Linked DNA regions of Mus musculus: all the other regions are linked to region 1. Evidence: chromatin contacts called from public HiChIP or PLAC-seq data. All regions are on one chromosome and are shown on one strand. The core of a region is the stretch at or near the end of the contact, and the rest is flanking DNA. Distances in the headings are between cores, read along the strand shown.

Region 1 (5,091 bases), core at 1,008-3,507:
CTGTCTCAAGGCAGAGGTTTTGGAAGACACCAAGAACAACCTCCCGTAGCCACTGCTGGCCTCAGGCCTCCTTGATCACCTGCCAGAAACTGTGAGGTCACACCTGACCCCCAGAGAGGCCCACAGGCACCCAAGGGAGAGACTTGGCACTTGAATGTCAGATGGAGATGGTCTGAGCCGGCTGAGGGTTTCATGCTGGCCGGGCTATGGGCATTAATTACTTTGACTCTGTCTGGGAGCCACTATCTCCTGCTCTATGTCCTGATCCTAACCCACAGCTCAAGAGTGAGCCCATGACTTTGTCCCATAATGCCACACCTCCTAAGGGTCCTATCACCCCTCAGTGGTACCCCAGGCTGATAGTCAAGCCTTCAACACATGGGGCTCTAAGGGGCATTCAAGATACAAGGTACATAACACAAGCTCAAAATTTGTTAGTGACTCTCCACGATGCATAAACTGGTTTTCTAAAGAAAAAGTCGATAGGCAAGCCACCATACATTGATAGAACCCTCCTTTTAGACCATTTAATTTCTTAATTGTATATTTGACATTTAAAGACATTTACCATCCCAATATTAACTTCACCTGTTAATTTCTACTCTGTGGCTCCTTGTGGTTCTCCAAACAGGTCCGTGATGGGATCAGGGATGTGGCACATGCCCAATGACTCCTGTGGCCTCCCAGGTACAGACTAAGAAGTGAGTTAAGGTACCCTGGAGGGCACACAAACCCGGTGGAATTCTAGGCCTGGGCTTTTCTATTTCACACTAACCCCCTGAGCTAAGCCGGAATGAGGCCCTCTCAGAGGCCTATTTTCTCATCTGTAAAATGGGCAGGGAACACAGAGAGCCCTGGGGCCTAAGAAAATTCAAAAGGAGCAGGTGATCATCAAAGCTGCAGGGGACTCTGAGCCACACGCTGGTGTGGAGCTGGTGTGGACCGTAGAGGGGGATGACGTAGTGGGAGAGGACAGGACACACCGGACAGACAGAGAGCTCAGGCTCTCCATGACCTCAGGCTCCCTGCTTGTTCTTACCTGCTGGGCTGAGCTCTGAACTGTCTCAGGTTAGAGAGCACGAGTTAGACAGACTCCCTGGTAGACAGACTAGAGGGAGGGGGAGCGCATGGCTAGGTAATAAAGGTGTCGAATTTCAAGAGGAGGGTTCCTCACCTCCCCACTCCAGACTTGAGACAAAAGCCTGGTAGCCTAAAATAAAAGTCCTGGAGGCTTTGGTCTCCCTTCCCTGCTGAAGGTCCACCTCAGCAAATTCAAGGCTAGGTCAGGACAGGTCACATAACAGTTGTGGGCCCACCAACATTCATCATACCTGTCTTCAAACTAACTAACCCTAAATTAGGGGAGAGAAAACTTCAGACAGACAGACAGACAGACAGACACACACACACACACACACACACACACACACACACACACACACACACACAGCCCTAAAGAGACTGATATCCCTTTGCAGGCATAAAGACATGCGGCTTTACAGACAGAGGGCCTTTTCTCTGTGTGCCTGCTGCATGCCTGTGTTTCTAACCTCATAAAACCCTTCCTTCAACTGCTGACTCTCCCTGCTCCTGTTTGCAGTGTTTCTACAATTTCTACAATGTTACCTGTGGTGCTTAAGACTTTTCCCGCCTTTTAACGAACCTATCAAGCAAGACCCCTATCTATCTATCACAGGTACACGGGCTGGTCACACTGGCCTCAAAGATGACTTGAACACTGCCCCCATCACTTTGAGCAGCAATATGCATGGTCATAGGGCAAAAGATTTTCAACTGGAACCAACTGGGGTCAGGAGCAGGCTAAGCTTTTGCACCTTATATAGCAGGTGTTCTAAGTAAACAACAGAAATGGCAGCGCAGCACTTTGGGCATCGAAACGCTGGGCAGCTCTCTATCACAATGACCTCTGAGCCAATCAGGCTATGAATATAAACACTGAGAACATGGGACAGTTGTTTTCCTGGGACAAAAATCACAGGAACTGACCACTATGTATCACAGCCACCAAGTGTTGGGCTTTCTGAGTGCTGTGATGACTGACGGGGAGTCCCTGAACTGCACCCAAAGATATATCATCTCGGGGTAAGCACCCTTTGCCTACCTCAGCACACTGGGTTCTCAGGTAGGAGACACCAAGGCCCACTGGCTCGCCTGAGATGACAGAGTCACCCCAGGGCACCTCCTATTTCCTCTTCCCTAACATCTCGCTGGCCCTGTGCATCTGGCAGAGCGCCAGAAAAAGCAAACCACACAAATACCACCCAGGAAAGTGCTGGGGCCAAAGAGCAGTCGCACCCTTTAGTCTCCTCCAACACAGATCAGAATAGGGCCTGCTCAACCAGCCTCGACCCGAATAACCAAGAGCAGTAAGGCTGAAGAGGGAGAGCAGAAGCAGCCCCCTGCCCCATTTCCTGTTGCACAACCCTCTGGAAACCACTGTGTTCACCCAGAGAGAATCAAGCCACAGCCACCCATAGTAAATTCAGAGCCCTTCCCCCCCCAAGCCCCCAATGCCAGGCCAAAAGAATGTGTGGAATGTGGATGGCTCTCAGCTTGTTTCCACAACCCAAACACATCACCATCCACAGGGCAAGGAACTGCACTTATAAGGAAAAGGCCTGCTGCTGGCCACTTCCTGGGCATTAAACCCCCAGACCTCAGGAGCCTGAACACTGACCCCAGCCAGGGCTGACAGCTCCTGCATACTTTGTGGTATCCCAGGACACCCAGGCACTCTCCCTACCCTAGTGCACATGTGGACTCGAACACAGACAAGACAAAAAAGATCAGCAGAGACGTAGAAACAAATACCAAGGAGCTTTCTTGGCTTCACAGAGGGCACCGTGGATTTAAAGAAAATGCCTGAACAACTCTTGTAGCCAGCAGTGGGCTTTATGAAAGTGCATATATGTTCCAGAATGGAAGATGACATGACCCAGCAGCTGGTCCTCAAATTGCTTTTGCAGCCTCCAGAGCAGGCACTCTGCACTCAGAGGTAGTAGCCAGAAAGACACAAGGTGCCGCCATGTCATGTGTAAATTCCTCCTCCACTGACTTTACTGGGGACAGTGACAGTCCTACCAGCAGTCAGATGGGAAAGATCAGAAACAAATCCAAGAACACAACACCATGTACCCACTAATCCTCTTCAGCCCTTCCTCCCGACACTCCTGGAAAGGGTGTGTGCGTGTGTGTGATCTCGAACCTCAGGGCCAATGGAACCAACTGCTCATCACTGGACTTGAGAAACTCATGTTAAAATAACAGCTCCTTTGTGCAAAGGCAGGACAGGCCACTGGCCCTGCCCCATGCTGTCACCAGAGACAGCAAGCTGCTGGGCTGGTTTGTCCATAGGACATGAATGGGAATTCTCAGAAAATAAACAGGAACGTGGCCATCCCGGAAACACACAGGTGCCAGCCTCAGGCAACTGACCTTTGCCGGCAGGGCTCACTGAACTGGAGAAGATGAAGGGGGGGTGGGTAATAAGGGAGGTGCTGGTGATACCTGTGAAAGGACACATCACCGGAAACTTCTGAAAGTTATTTCCCCTTGCTTCTGTGAATCTCTGTGTGCTGGAAGCCTTCCTCCTCTCTAACCCTGATATGCATTCACTGGCCTGTGCATCTCAGGCACCAAATGCTGCCCTACTGGGTAGAGGTTAAAGGGATCAACCTTATTAAGGGCCTGCTTACCTGCTGGGGGATGTTGGCCTCTTGATGTCAGAGGAAAAACTCCAAGACTCCACCTTCCATCCTCGAGAAGAGGGATGCCCTAGGAGACAGAAAGGGCAAGTGTGAGAAGATTCTGAGAGTCGACTCTGTTGTAAGTCTTTGCAGAGGTGGGGGTAGAGATAGACAGTTAGGCAGCAGATCCGTCACTGCAGGCCTCCCAGGCCTGCGCTGCTGGAAGGACACAGCAACCATCTCTGGGCTACCTCTGCTCCAGCCACTGGTTATTCTGCTCCAGCCACTGGTTATTATAGAGCAGCAGCCAAACCCAGGTAGATTCCAGCCCAATGGAGCAGGTGTGACACACCTCAGGTATCTCTGTGACACAGTGAGACAGCCACAGAATGACCACCAGCAAGGGCAGAGTTGATCACCATACACCATGTAAGATATGGTGGGGCTAAAGGCTTGAGTTCCCGACGCCATCTACCACACGTCAACTTTCAAGAACTGGGGTGCTTGTACGGCTGTGCACATTTATAGGAAAGCTGCTCTGGGCAGCGTAGGAGGAGAAGGGTCCATTCTGAGCACCTCCCTACCTCAAATGCCACTCTACACGTAACAGCTGTCACACACGCAGACCCATATCCGTGCCCCATACCTTCACAAACCAACCTCTGTGTCCCTGTCCCTGCATCTACGTCACGCACACCCACAGGGCTTCACCTCTGGTTCGATGGAAATACGAATCCCAGATGTACCGAAAGGTGGAAAGTAAAGAAAGCTGTCCTACCAAAGCACCCCAGCAAATGCCACTCGAGGAAACAAATGGGCCTTGTAAACACAGAGGCAGAGTTTGGCATCGTGGGCATCAGCAAAACATCACTCAGCTTAACGTATGTCACCTGAGAGGCTAGGACAACGTAAGGAGAAATGTTCATGAACAAGACAGACCTCAATCCCAAAGGACACCAAGGGTAAGGACCATTCCGGGTACTATGGTCTGTTCAGCTGTTTGGCTTGTTGGAGAAGGGCCAGCTTTCTGAAGTCAAAAGACTCCGAAGTATTGGGTAAGCCCTGTCAGAGCACTTATAGGACTTCACAGTCAGAAAGCTCATGTCAAAAGGGGGTAAGAGACCCTGAGCACAGAAAACCAGGCTGACGCAGAGGTGTCCCACTAACCACCTGCCATCCCAGTACTGGGGAATGGGAGGGAGAGGTGGCTGGGGGTTACTATGCTGGGATGCCCAGCACACAGAACAGTGGGCATTGTTCATGTCTATTCCTCCTGCTCTAATTCTCTGGAAACCCAAGGTCTCTGCACAATGAAAGAAAGGGTATGACTAAGGAGCCAAGGTCCATCAGCTGTCACAACATCAAAGTTAAACCTTAAGAATGA
Region 2 (5,091 bases), core at 1,104-3,603, 670 kb after region 1:
CACATGTTTTGTGTATGTATATTTATACTCCTCTTACACAACCAGGGCATTACTTCATAGTTGTTGGGCAAAGTAACAGTGGATCTCCACTGGTCTTATGCTAATCAGTTCTTCTGAGACTAAGTGTTTAGAGTCTTATCACAACTGCAAACCCTTATTATAAGTTTATGAGTAGCCATGAGATTTTATATGCTGTCACTCAGAGTTACACTTCCATGCAGTATCTAGTTCTGTATGGGTTCTATGGTTTCCTTTACTGTTTGTAATCCCAATTTTGTACATGAAGGTACAAACACATGTAACAACTAAAATTATTTGTGTGCATGCACACATGCGTGTGTGTGTGTGTGTGTGTGTGTGTGTGTGTGTGTGTGTGTGTGTGTGCGTGTGTGTGCAATGTACATATGGGGAGATCGGAGGTCCTCCTTTGGTGTCTTCCTCTATCATTTACCACCTCACCTTATCTTTTATGACAAGGTCTCTTACTGAACCTTGAGGTCACTGATAGGCTAGGTTGGCTAGCCAATGAATTATAGGGATCTACCCCAAGCTGGAATTACAGACACGAGTGTTGGCATTCCACACTTGGCTTCTTATTATCCAGAGATGCTGGGGAACTGATCTCAGGTCTTTATGCTTGTGTGGCCAGCACTTTACAAATGGAGATGTCTTTCTAACCCTCACTCCAAAGTTTTATACAAACAAACAAACAAAAACAAAAACTCAGCAAGATGTCCCTAGGATAATTGGCGCATGTTTTACATAAGCATGACCTTGAGGATTTGGTAAAACCCTGACTCCAGATACCACCTTGTAGTACAGTGTTTAGAAAGACCTGTCCAATGATGCAGTTGAGACACATTGCCTCAGTCCTAGAAAGAAACAAACAGCTTCAAAGGGACGATTTGACCATCAGCAGGAGCAGCAGATTGAGATATGGTTAGACTCTGTTTAGCTCCTTCAATTACTGCCCACAATATGCCAGCAAGCGTAAGGGACACTCACAAATATTCACAAGAAAAAAAAATTAGATGTCAATCAAGTGTACACCAAGGATCAGATCCTCACACTCCAGATGGACAGTTTCCCAGTCGTTCTTGCCGATTTCTTAAGGATACAGGTGCTGGAGGGCCAGGTAGGCTCTCGGAAAGAGCAGCAGAGATCCTTTTACTACACCAGAGCGGTTCTTACCCTTCTAGGCAACTTTAATACAGTTCCTCATGTTGTGGTGACCCCCAACCATAAAGTTACTTCATAGCTGTTATTTTGCTACTGTTATGAATCACAACGTAAATATCTGCTATGCAGGATATCTGATATGTGACCCCTGTGAAAGGATCATTCGACTCCCCTTCCCCGCCAGGTTGAGAAGCACTGCTTTGCCAGTCTGTTGAAGACTGAGTGTGAAATCTCCACAGCACCCCTGTCTGGAGCACTTAGACCTGATGTTCTGTAGCTCAGTATTTGCTTTTAGAGCTCGGATCAACACAAGAAAATGTCAAAGAAGCACACTCATAATCCACAGTTGGCGCCCAAACCAGATGTGACAGATATGAGCTCATGATGGCTAAAATACATAGGAAGGGTAACCCAGACGGCCTAAGTACTAGGTTGTGCCTGGCTGATGGAAGGCCCATTTTACACTCCCAAAGAAGGGACTTGTCATCACTGTTATATGAATGAGTCGCCGAGTTATTATGTCTTGTACTAACTAGCATAAAATAATATTTACAGAAATTACAGTCTTTTGAGGGCTAGGCTTCCTGCAGGAGAGGTATGCACTGTGCCGAAGTGAAGGGTGTGACCTGTGTTCCAGGAATTCCTCACTCAGAACAGACTCTCCAAATGTGTGTTCAAGTGTATTTAATTTGTATTTATTGTAGTTCCATTTGCAAACATTAAATAGTTTATGAGAGAAGGCTGGCTGACTTCTTTCTACCACAGAGCAATATACTGCTGTGAGGGAAAATAGTTATGACATAATTAGAGTTATTAGCTTCCTCGTGTAACAAATCACCCAGACCTGAGTGGCATGGAGCAGTCAGAATGGATATGGGGGTGTGACTCGCTGCTAGAACTGTGCTTAAGGGTAGTGTCAGCTCCTGGACTTGCCCACAGAACCACACACACTTTCCAGTTGAGCCATGGCCTAGTTAACAGAACCCGCTGGAAGCTGCAAGCCCTACTCTTTCTTGTCACACAGCTAGGGCTAAGGCAGCCAATCCTGTCACATAGAGCCCCAGGCTGAGCAGGCCCCAGGGCGGCCAGGAAGCAGCCCCCTGGGCACCAGCTTTGTGTTTCTTTCCAGGTGCCAGGTGACGCACAAGGCCATTACCTTCACAGTACCTTGTTCAGAGACAGACAAGGTTCAGGTTTCCTACCTGTCTTGGTTTTGTTTGCCCATCAGAGCCGAGACTGTTTGGCCTTTGGGGTGCCAGTTCTTTGCTGGGTGGGAGCCAAGGGAGTGTCTGTTTGGATAACAGGACAAAGAATGCTGAGGTTGTGGGCAGAAGAAGAAAACCTGCAGGTCTCCCAACTGTGGCTGATGTTAGAGGGTGAGAACCACAGCCCATTAGAAGAAAGCAGAAAAAGCTGCAAGGTTGAGCAGGGTCCTCTGGGGCACACATCCTCACCCCTCCCATGTAATGTTCCTGTGGTGATCGAAGAGGGCCGTGGCAGTTGGGTAGGCCAAGGAAGATTCTTAGGCTACTAGATGGCTGTATAGGTTGCCAAGTGGGCCTACCAGGGCTTTGCAGAAGTAGAGGAGCCCCTGGTGACCAGAGAGGCCTGTGCAGTCCTCAGAGATGCTCTTGTCTCCCTATCTTCACATCTATCAGAGGACAGCAACCCACTGTTCAGTATCATTGTTATTTTTAATATTTATTTTTGGTTGGAATTATTCATGTTGTATGCTGTGTGTCTGTGTGTCCACATTGGAGTGTAGTACTTGCAGACCCCAAAAGAGGGTGACAGATCCCCTAGAGCTGGAGTGAGAGGCAGTTTGTAAGCCATCTGACATGGGTCCTGGGAATGGGACTATGCCTGAGCAGTGTATGCTGTCAGCCACTAAGCTATAGATCTGCCCACCCTCCCCTTATTTTGAGAAGAAGGAAGACATAATGTAGACACCCAAGGCATTTGTCCATGATCCTCCTCTTTTTTTTTTTTTTTTTTTGTTGTTGTTGTTGTTTTTCAAGACAGGGTTTCTCTGTATAGCCCTGGCTGTCCTGGAGCTCACTTTATAGACCAGGCTGGTCTCGAACTCAGAAATCCGCCTGCCTCTGCCTCCCGAGTGCTGGGATTAGAGGCGTGTGCCACCATGCCCAGCGATCCTCCTCTTATTACAGTGAAAGGCAAGTGCTTCTCTAAGGCATCCTTACCGGTAATGCTTGCTGTTCCATATGATTATTTTAATAATGAAATGATGTAGCTGGACATATAGATCAATGGGTAGAACGATTGCCCAGTGTGGAGGTTTGAATGAGAATGGCTCTCATAGGTGCATATGTTTGAATGTTTAGTCCCCAGTTGTAGACTCTTTGGGAAGGATTAGAAGGTGTGGCCCTTTTGGAGGAGGTGTGTCACTGGGAATACACTTTGCACTTTCAAAAGACCATGCCAGATCCAGTCTCCCTCTCTACGCCTCCAACTTGTGGGTCAGGATATAAGCTCTTAGCCAGTAGACTAACATCATGTCTGTCTGCCTGGTGGCATGCTCCCTGCTGTGGGATTATACACTCACCCTCTGAAACTAAGCAAGCACTCAATTAAATGTTTTCTTTAATAAGTTGTCTTGGTCATGATGTCTCTCTTTTTTTTTTTTTTTTTTTTTTTTTTGGTTTTTCGAGACAGGGTTTCTCTGTATAGCCCTGGCTGTCCTGGAACTCACTTTGTAGACCAGGCTGGCCTCGAACTCAGAAATCCGCCCGCCTCTGCCTCCCGAGTGCTGGGATTAAAGGCATGCGCCACCACATGATGTCTCTTAACAGCACTAGAAAACTTACTAAGACACCTAGCATGTGATTTCTTAGTACTGAATAAACCGGGTCAGGTGATACGTGCTCAGAATTCCAGCATTCAGGAGTTAGAGGTGAGGGGCTCATTCGAGACCATCCTCAAGCTACATAGTGAGTCAGAGGCCAGCCTAGGCTACACAAAACCCTTTCTCACAAAGGGGAAAAAGGAGTGGCCTGCTTGTATCACCTATAAAGTGCCCTCATGGCCTGGAGCTTTTAATAAACCAAGCTGTCTGGTGGTTCCACTGTAATTGTGGTAGGCTAAATAACTCCCTCCTAACCTTCAAAGATGTCCATGTGCTTGGCCTCATACTGAAAACACTGCAAATACATCACTGCATTCATTGCAGAGCTGTCATTGCAGAACACCCTGTGTGGCTCAAGCAATAGCAACCCATTTTATTACAGAGCCTAATACTAGAAGCCCAAGGTCAGGGTGTTGGCAAGTCAGGTTTTTTTCTAGAGCCTCTCCTTGGTGTGCAGGCAGCTACCCTCTCTTTCGCATCTCCACAGGTCTGTGTGTGTGCTCATGCCTTAATCTCTCTTTCTTATAAGGACACTGGTTTTTCTGCATTAGGACCCTCTTATATGACGTCATGGGTCTCCATTGCTCCTTCAAAGACCACGTCAAGTCTTGAGATTTCCGTGTAGGAGTTTTGGGCAGAACATAATCCAGTTACCTTAGATGATAAACAGAGTTTGCCAGGTTTAAAGAACTTGAGGCAAGCCTGGCATGGTGGCGCATGCCTTTAATCCCAGCACTTGGGAGGCAGAGGCAGGAGGATTTCTGAGTTCGAGGCCAGCCTGGTCTACAAAGTGAGTTCCAGGACAGCCAGGGCTATACAGAGAAACCCTGTCTCGAAAAAAATAATAAATAAATAAATAAATAAATAAATAGCTCAGGAGAGAGAGAGAGAGAGAGAGGAGATGGTTGGAGGGAGAGAGGAAGAAAGAGGGGGACAGAGGCAGAGGCTAGAGTTGGTGTTGTGTAGGCAGAGGATGGCCAATGGGCTCCTGAATGCAGGTACCTAAGAGAACTGAAAAGGGCAAGGCTCTGAGTCTCCCTAGAACATTC
Region 3 (5,091 bases), core at 1,359-3,858, 550 kb after region 1:
AGATAGATCCTCACCTTGATTGTGTGCGCACACCTGTGTGCAGTACCTTGTCATCTATAGGACAAGAACGACCACTCTGCTCATTCACCTCCTGCAGCAAACGTGGGTTTTGTCAACCTCCCTGACAGGCTAAGCAGCCAACCCAACTGGCAGCCCAGGCTTTGGTGTCCATTCAGGCCTTTCTCAGTCCTGAATTAACTTTTGATTAAAAAGTTTTTATTAAAGTAACATACTTTCTAATCAAATGGAGAATAGGGAAAAATATAGATGCAAAAATAAAAATGAGCCTATCCAGTCTCCAGGATGTGACTCCATTGCCATTTTCATGTGGCTCCTTCCAAACCCTGAGGTAGTATTAGATATTTTACTCTGCAAGTAATATTTTGTTTTCTTCTGTAGCTGGGCATGTGACAGGAAGACTGAATCTCACACACTTTGTTTGATGGCTTTATCATGCACCCCGACCCCCACCTGTCCAGTGGTCATTTCTCAGAGCCTACCCGTTATGAACCATGACATTACAAAAGCTTATATATGAGGCTTAGTGGCTGGGGTGAAGTCCTGGAAGACGGATCACGAGGTGGAAGGGTCTAGGTTTAAGTTACTAGGATGGGACTATCACACCAGGCTATTACATGCTTGCTAGGGATCTGAGCTCAGAGCCTGATTGCATAGCAAGTGCTTTACTCTGGAGCCGTGTCTACAGACGCTGGTGTAGACACGTCACTGTTGTTTTTAATGTGCATCTATTTCATTACCAGAACAGCCGAACATCATGTGCATTTTTCACCGAAGTCTCTGAAGGGCCATTGGATCTGCAGTTCCTTTCCTTACCCATAGAGAACACGGTACCAGAAATACGACCAGAGGACCAATGGGGTCAATGATCACAATAAAGATGAAGGTGGACACCGGCCCACTTGAAAACCAGATCAGCCTTTGAAGAGCATTAGGATTCAATAATGTGCCTATCTCATCCTAGACAAGGTGCTAGAAAGGGCCTGTGGAGAGGTCAGTTGGGGAGCAGGTATTCCCCAGGAAGGGCTCGGTAGCAGAATAGGCTCCTCTGTTGTGCCTATGAACTACCTGTGGTTTTGTCCTGTTGCTGCTAAATGTGCTTGCAGCACATTTATCTTCTATCCGGGTTGGCTTGCCAAACTGATTCACTAAAGGCTATTTGCCTTTTCTCAGCCAGGCTTACAGGGTTTTTCAAAAACTGTTTCAAAGGAGCAAGTGGCAACAGTTGCTGGCATCTTTGATTCCATTGTGCTTAAGGATCTCCGTGGTCCATCCATTGAGCCCTGCACATTGCGAAATTCTCGAGCAGCCCCAGTGTGAGGAAGGAGCCTGGCTTACACAGAGACGATGTCAGTTGCCAAGAACACAAATGGTGTAGGGTCAGGTGGTATGACTCAGGCCAGCACCTCAAAAGCCAGGTCACCCTGAAGTCAAGAGCTGTGACTCAGTGGCTCACATTCCCGAGTCAAGCATTTGGGAAATGAGAGCATTTATTTGGGTTTCTAGCTGCTGTTCCGGAAAGTGTGCTCGAGGTTGCTGATAACGGCTTCTGCAGCAGATTCCAATTTAGGGATGATGAAAAAGCTCCAGGGAGGCCAGGACTCATCACAATACTCTGCTCCGAGAGACATCAAAGGCCACCTGGATTCATCTGTCTGCCTAGAGGCACAGCTGTTCCCAAGAAGAGTCTCATGCTTGATGCTGTTGTTGGTGGTCCTTTCCCCTCCCCGTTCCATTTTGTTTACTTAGTTTTAAAAGCAGGCTGTATTGCTGAAATAGTAAAAAAACAAAACAAACTGTAGTCATTGGGCCAGCTCACCAGTTGAAGGTGTCTGCTGCTAAGACTAACCACTTGAGTTCGATTTCCTAGTACCCATGTGGTAGGAGGGAACTGACAGCTACAAGTCTTCCTCTGACTTCCACAAGTGTGTTCGCTCGCACGTGCACACACACACACACTCTCTCTCTTTCTCTCACACACACACGTATACACTCACACATATACATTCACATGCACACTCACATACACACTCATACAAACTCTCACACACAGACTCACATGCAGATACACACTCACATACATACACACATAGTCATGTGCACACTCTCACACACACATACAAACATTCACACATACACACATACTCTCACACCACATACACACTCATGTACATACACACTCTTATACACACACACTCACACATACATACATACTCACATACCACATACACACTCACCCACATACCCCTACACACCCCCATACACACTGAATTCTTAAAAGAAAAAAAAAACAGTCATCTATTTAAAAATAGTTTATAGCTACCATTCATTAATCTTCTAAATGATAGTACTCACATACTCTTAACTGCTCTTGTCTGGTGTGGTGGCACAGACCAGCAATGCCTGTAGCCTCAGCATTTGAGAGTTTGCAGCATGAGAAGCCAGAGTTTGAGAGCCTGGAGTGCATAATAAGACTGTCTAAAACAAACAGAACAAGTAAATAATGAGCAAATGGAATAACATTAATGAAACCATTGCTGTGTAAATAACAGCAAGTACTATCGCTTGTGAATGTGCCAGGAATGTAGCTCATCTCCACGAACCCTTACAAAGTTCCGTGTTGCTCTTACTGCTGTTTTACAGGCGAGGAAGCCGGGGCAAAGGCAAGTTACTAAGTTGTTAAAAACACATGGTTTGCACACCTCTGAGAGGAATCCCAGCTTTCATGAGAGCCAAAGCCCATGCTCTGTGCTGTTGGGGCAACTCAAGCGCACAGTCATGCTCTTTGCTTAAATAAACACGACTAACATGAAGAAGTGATACAGATCCCGAGAGTTCCCCAGAGTCAGGGACCTTCACGGGGGCTCAGCCCACAGGAGGAGCTCGGCTGGCAGTGATCCATGTGTGTCCCAGCCTTTCCAGAGGAGAGTGGCTGCACTGTTTCTCTGCTTTTCCTTTGATCTTGCGAGCCAATCCCTGTGCAGGCTCATCCTGCTCTCTCTCCCCCTGGAGCTGCTAAGCTGAGACAGAGAACAGATACTAGATCATGGATCATGGTGGATCTTCTCAAGCAGTCAGAGCTCCCGTGTCTGCCCAGGGAGCCAGAGGGTCCTGGTGGCTTTGAACCCTTGCCCATTCCCAAGAACACGAAGAAATCTTCCTTTTTTTTTCTAGAAAGGAAAGGTCAGTAAGTTTATGCTCAATATCTTCAGCTCATTCTTTTCTGTCAATACTAATTTTATTTGCTTTGTATTTATTCCTCTATATTTACCACTGAGAGCCCCAGAGAATGAAAGGACATCAGAATTCCTCCAGTTCTTTGTACTGAAGTTGCAATTGGTGGGGAAATCAGTGCCTGGCAGATGGCTATCAGGCTTAATTATTAATCCATAGCAAAGATTTTGGAACAATCAGGGATGACATTATCTCTCCCAGTTCCTTGAGGGCATTAGGGAAGGATCCAGGGGCTGGTCTCTCATATAGTGTGGGTGGAGGATGGACTGGAACAGTGAAGTCTGTAAGAGTTAGGGTGAGCTGGGTCCCCATTAGACCTCTGGAACCTTCCTCCCATTTCCCCAGTGTTTTAGCTTCATTTCCTGTTGCTGGGATGAAATATCACAACAAAAGCAACTTAAGGGAGAAAGGTTTATCTGGCTTACAGTTCCAGGTTACAGATCACCACTGTAGGGAAGCCAAGGAAGTAGGAACTCTTCTTACAACTGACTGTTCACATCAACCCACAGTCAAAAGCAGAAAGCAGTGAATGAATGTATCCCCTTGTTCAGCTCACTCCCCACCTCCAACCCCCGGCCACTTTCTAGGGAATGGTGTCACCCATAGTGGCTCACACACAGGCCAACCTGATCTAGACAATTGCTCTTTGAGACTCTTTCCCCAGGTAATTCTAGTCATGTCAAGTTGTCAATTAAAACTAACTAGCACAACCAATAAGGGCCAAGGTTTGGGCTTTCACAGAACATGGTAGGACCAGGAAGTTGAACTTTCTATATGGTGCCTTCAGGCTGTGCTTAAGGGTTCTAGTTAGCAAGGCAGAAGTTGCAAGAGAGGGTAAGTGAGATGATGTCATAGCTGGCTTTGGAACATACAGTTTCTTCTAAGGCCATTTATTCTCTTCTGGAGATCTAGAAAGCCTGTGTGGTGCTCTTCAGAATGAGAAGAGAGGGTGGGCATAAGGAAGACTCAGGTTGAGGAAGGTCAAGTAAAGCCAGATCTTGGATGAAGTAGAAGAGTCTCATGGGCCCCAAATTTAAGGAGATGTCCTCTTGCAAAACCATGAAATGAGTGCTGTGTGCCCCACTGCACACTGGCACTGAAGAAATGGGAAGAAGAAACATACATGAGTTGAGGAAGGGTAAGGTACTTCCATGGCAGAAACTCCAAGAGGCTAATGGGATGCATAGGCTCCTTGTCAGTACCCTGAGGTGATGTGCATCAATAAGCCTTCGTGAGGCATCGTGGAAAATGACTGAAGGAGAACACGTGCCTGTTGCATCTGTCCCTCACATAGGCTATTTAATTTCTTCTTTTAGCCTTCACTGTATTTAGAGGGAAAACTATATTTGGGTTAGTAGAATAGGGGTTAAAAGCATAATGGAGAAAAGTTATGTTTATGAGGAGAATGAGTCAGGGTATCAAAGGTGAGGAAACTACCCATGATTCTTGCAACTATGTCACAAGACAAAGCTCAGGTTCCATCAAGACAGTCCTTTGGAAGGGGAAGAGACATGGAGCCACCCAGATGACATGGGCAGGTGATGAACTAGAACGGGAACCAAAATGATGGAAGAATAAATTATCTCACCTTACCTGTGGACAGGGTGATCCTGACCAATCTAGTTTCAACACCTTAATAGCATGTCACCTACACTTAACTTTTTGGATCCAGATCCTACAGACTGACTGGTCTGAGTCTCCTAGGACTGAGGAGGCCCTCACTGGAGATTTGAGTCTAAGCAATTAAATTTGAGATCTAATGTTAAGGAATGTGATGGGGGAGATTGTCTCACCATTTCCAAAGAGTCCAGTGAAGAAAACATGTAGATTTTCACTATG

The links. HiChIP or PLAC-seq counts read pairs in DNA pulled down with a chosen protein or histone mark.
Region 2: a FOXA1 HiChIP or PLAC-seq map of pancreatic cancer cells shows a contact between it and region 1. The contact joins two enhancer-like sites. A contact is called at or near these places in 4 of 115 datasets of contacts at active chromatin or transcription factors (embryonic stem cells, epiblast stem cells, extraembryonic endoderm stem cells and 1 more) and 1 of 9 other capture datasets (embryonic stem cells).
Region 3: a contact with region 1 is called in an HNF4G HiChIP or PLAC-seq map of pancreatic cancer cells. The contact joins two enhancer-like sites. A contact is called at or near these places in 3 of 115 datasets of contacts at active chromatin or transcription factors (embryonic stem cells, extraembryonic endoderm stem cells and pancreatic cancer cells) and 1 of 9 other capture datasets (embryonic stem cells).

The regions. Positions count from the first base shown.
Region 1 is chr1:89,105,962-89,111,052 of GRCm38.p6, reverse strand. Sh3bp4 (SH3-domain binding protein 4) reads right to left here. Exons shown (of 6, transcript NM_133816.3): 2 at 3,717-3,795. Among named protein-coding and RNA genes, the nearest start is that of Gm34331, 5.0 kb to the right of the region's middle. Within about 2 kb of position 2,257, at least 148 of the 459 cell types and tissues checked have an H3K27ac peak or open chromatin away from gene starts, as enhancers often do. A contact at or near this core is called in pancreatic cancer cells, where this site is marked.
Region 2 is chr1:88,434,648-88,439,738 of GRCm38.p6, reverse strand. No RefSeq gene overlaps it. Among named protein-coding and RNA genes, the nearest start is that of Gm28888, 23 kb to the left of the region's middle. Within about 2 kb of position 2,353, at least 46 of the 459 cell types and tissues checked have an H3K27ac peak or open chromatin away from gene starts, as enhancers often do. A contact at or near this core is called in pancreatic cancer cells, where this site is marked.
Region 3 is chr1:88,557,273-88,562,363 of GRCm38.p6, reverse strand. Gm19589 (predicted gene, 19589) reads right to left here. Exons shown (of 6, transcript NR_037971.2): 4 at 5,046-5,091; 5 at 2,374-2,496; 6 at 198-1,788. Among named protein-coding and RNA genes, the nearest start is that of Gm19589, 8.3 kb to the right of the region's middle. Within about 2 kb of position 2,608, at least 66 of the 459 cell types and tissues checked have an H3K27ac peak or open chromatin away from gene starts, as enhancers often do. A contact at or near this core is called in pancreatic cancer cells, where this site is marked.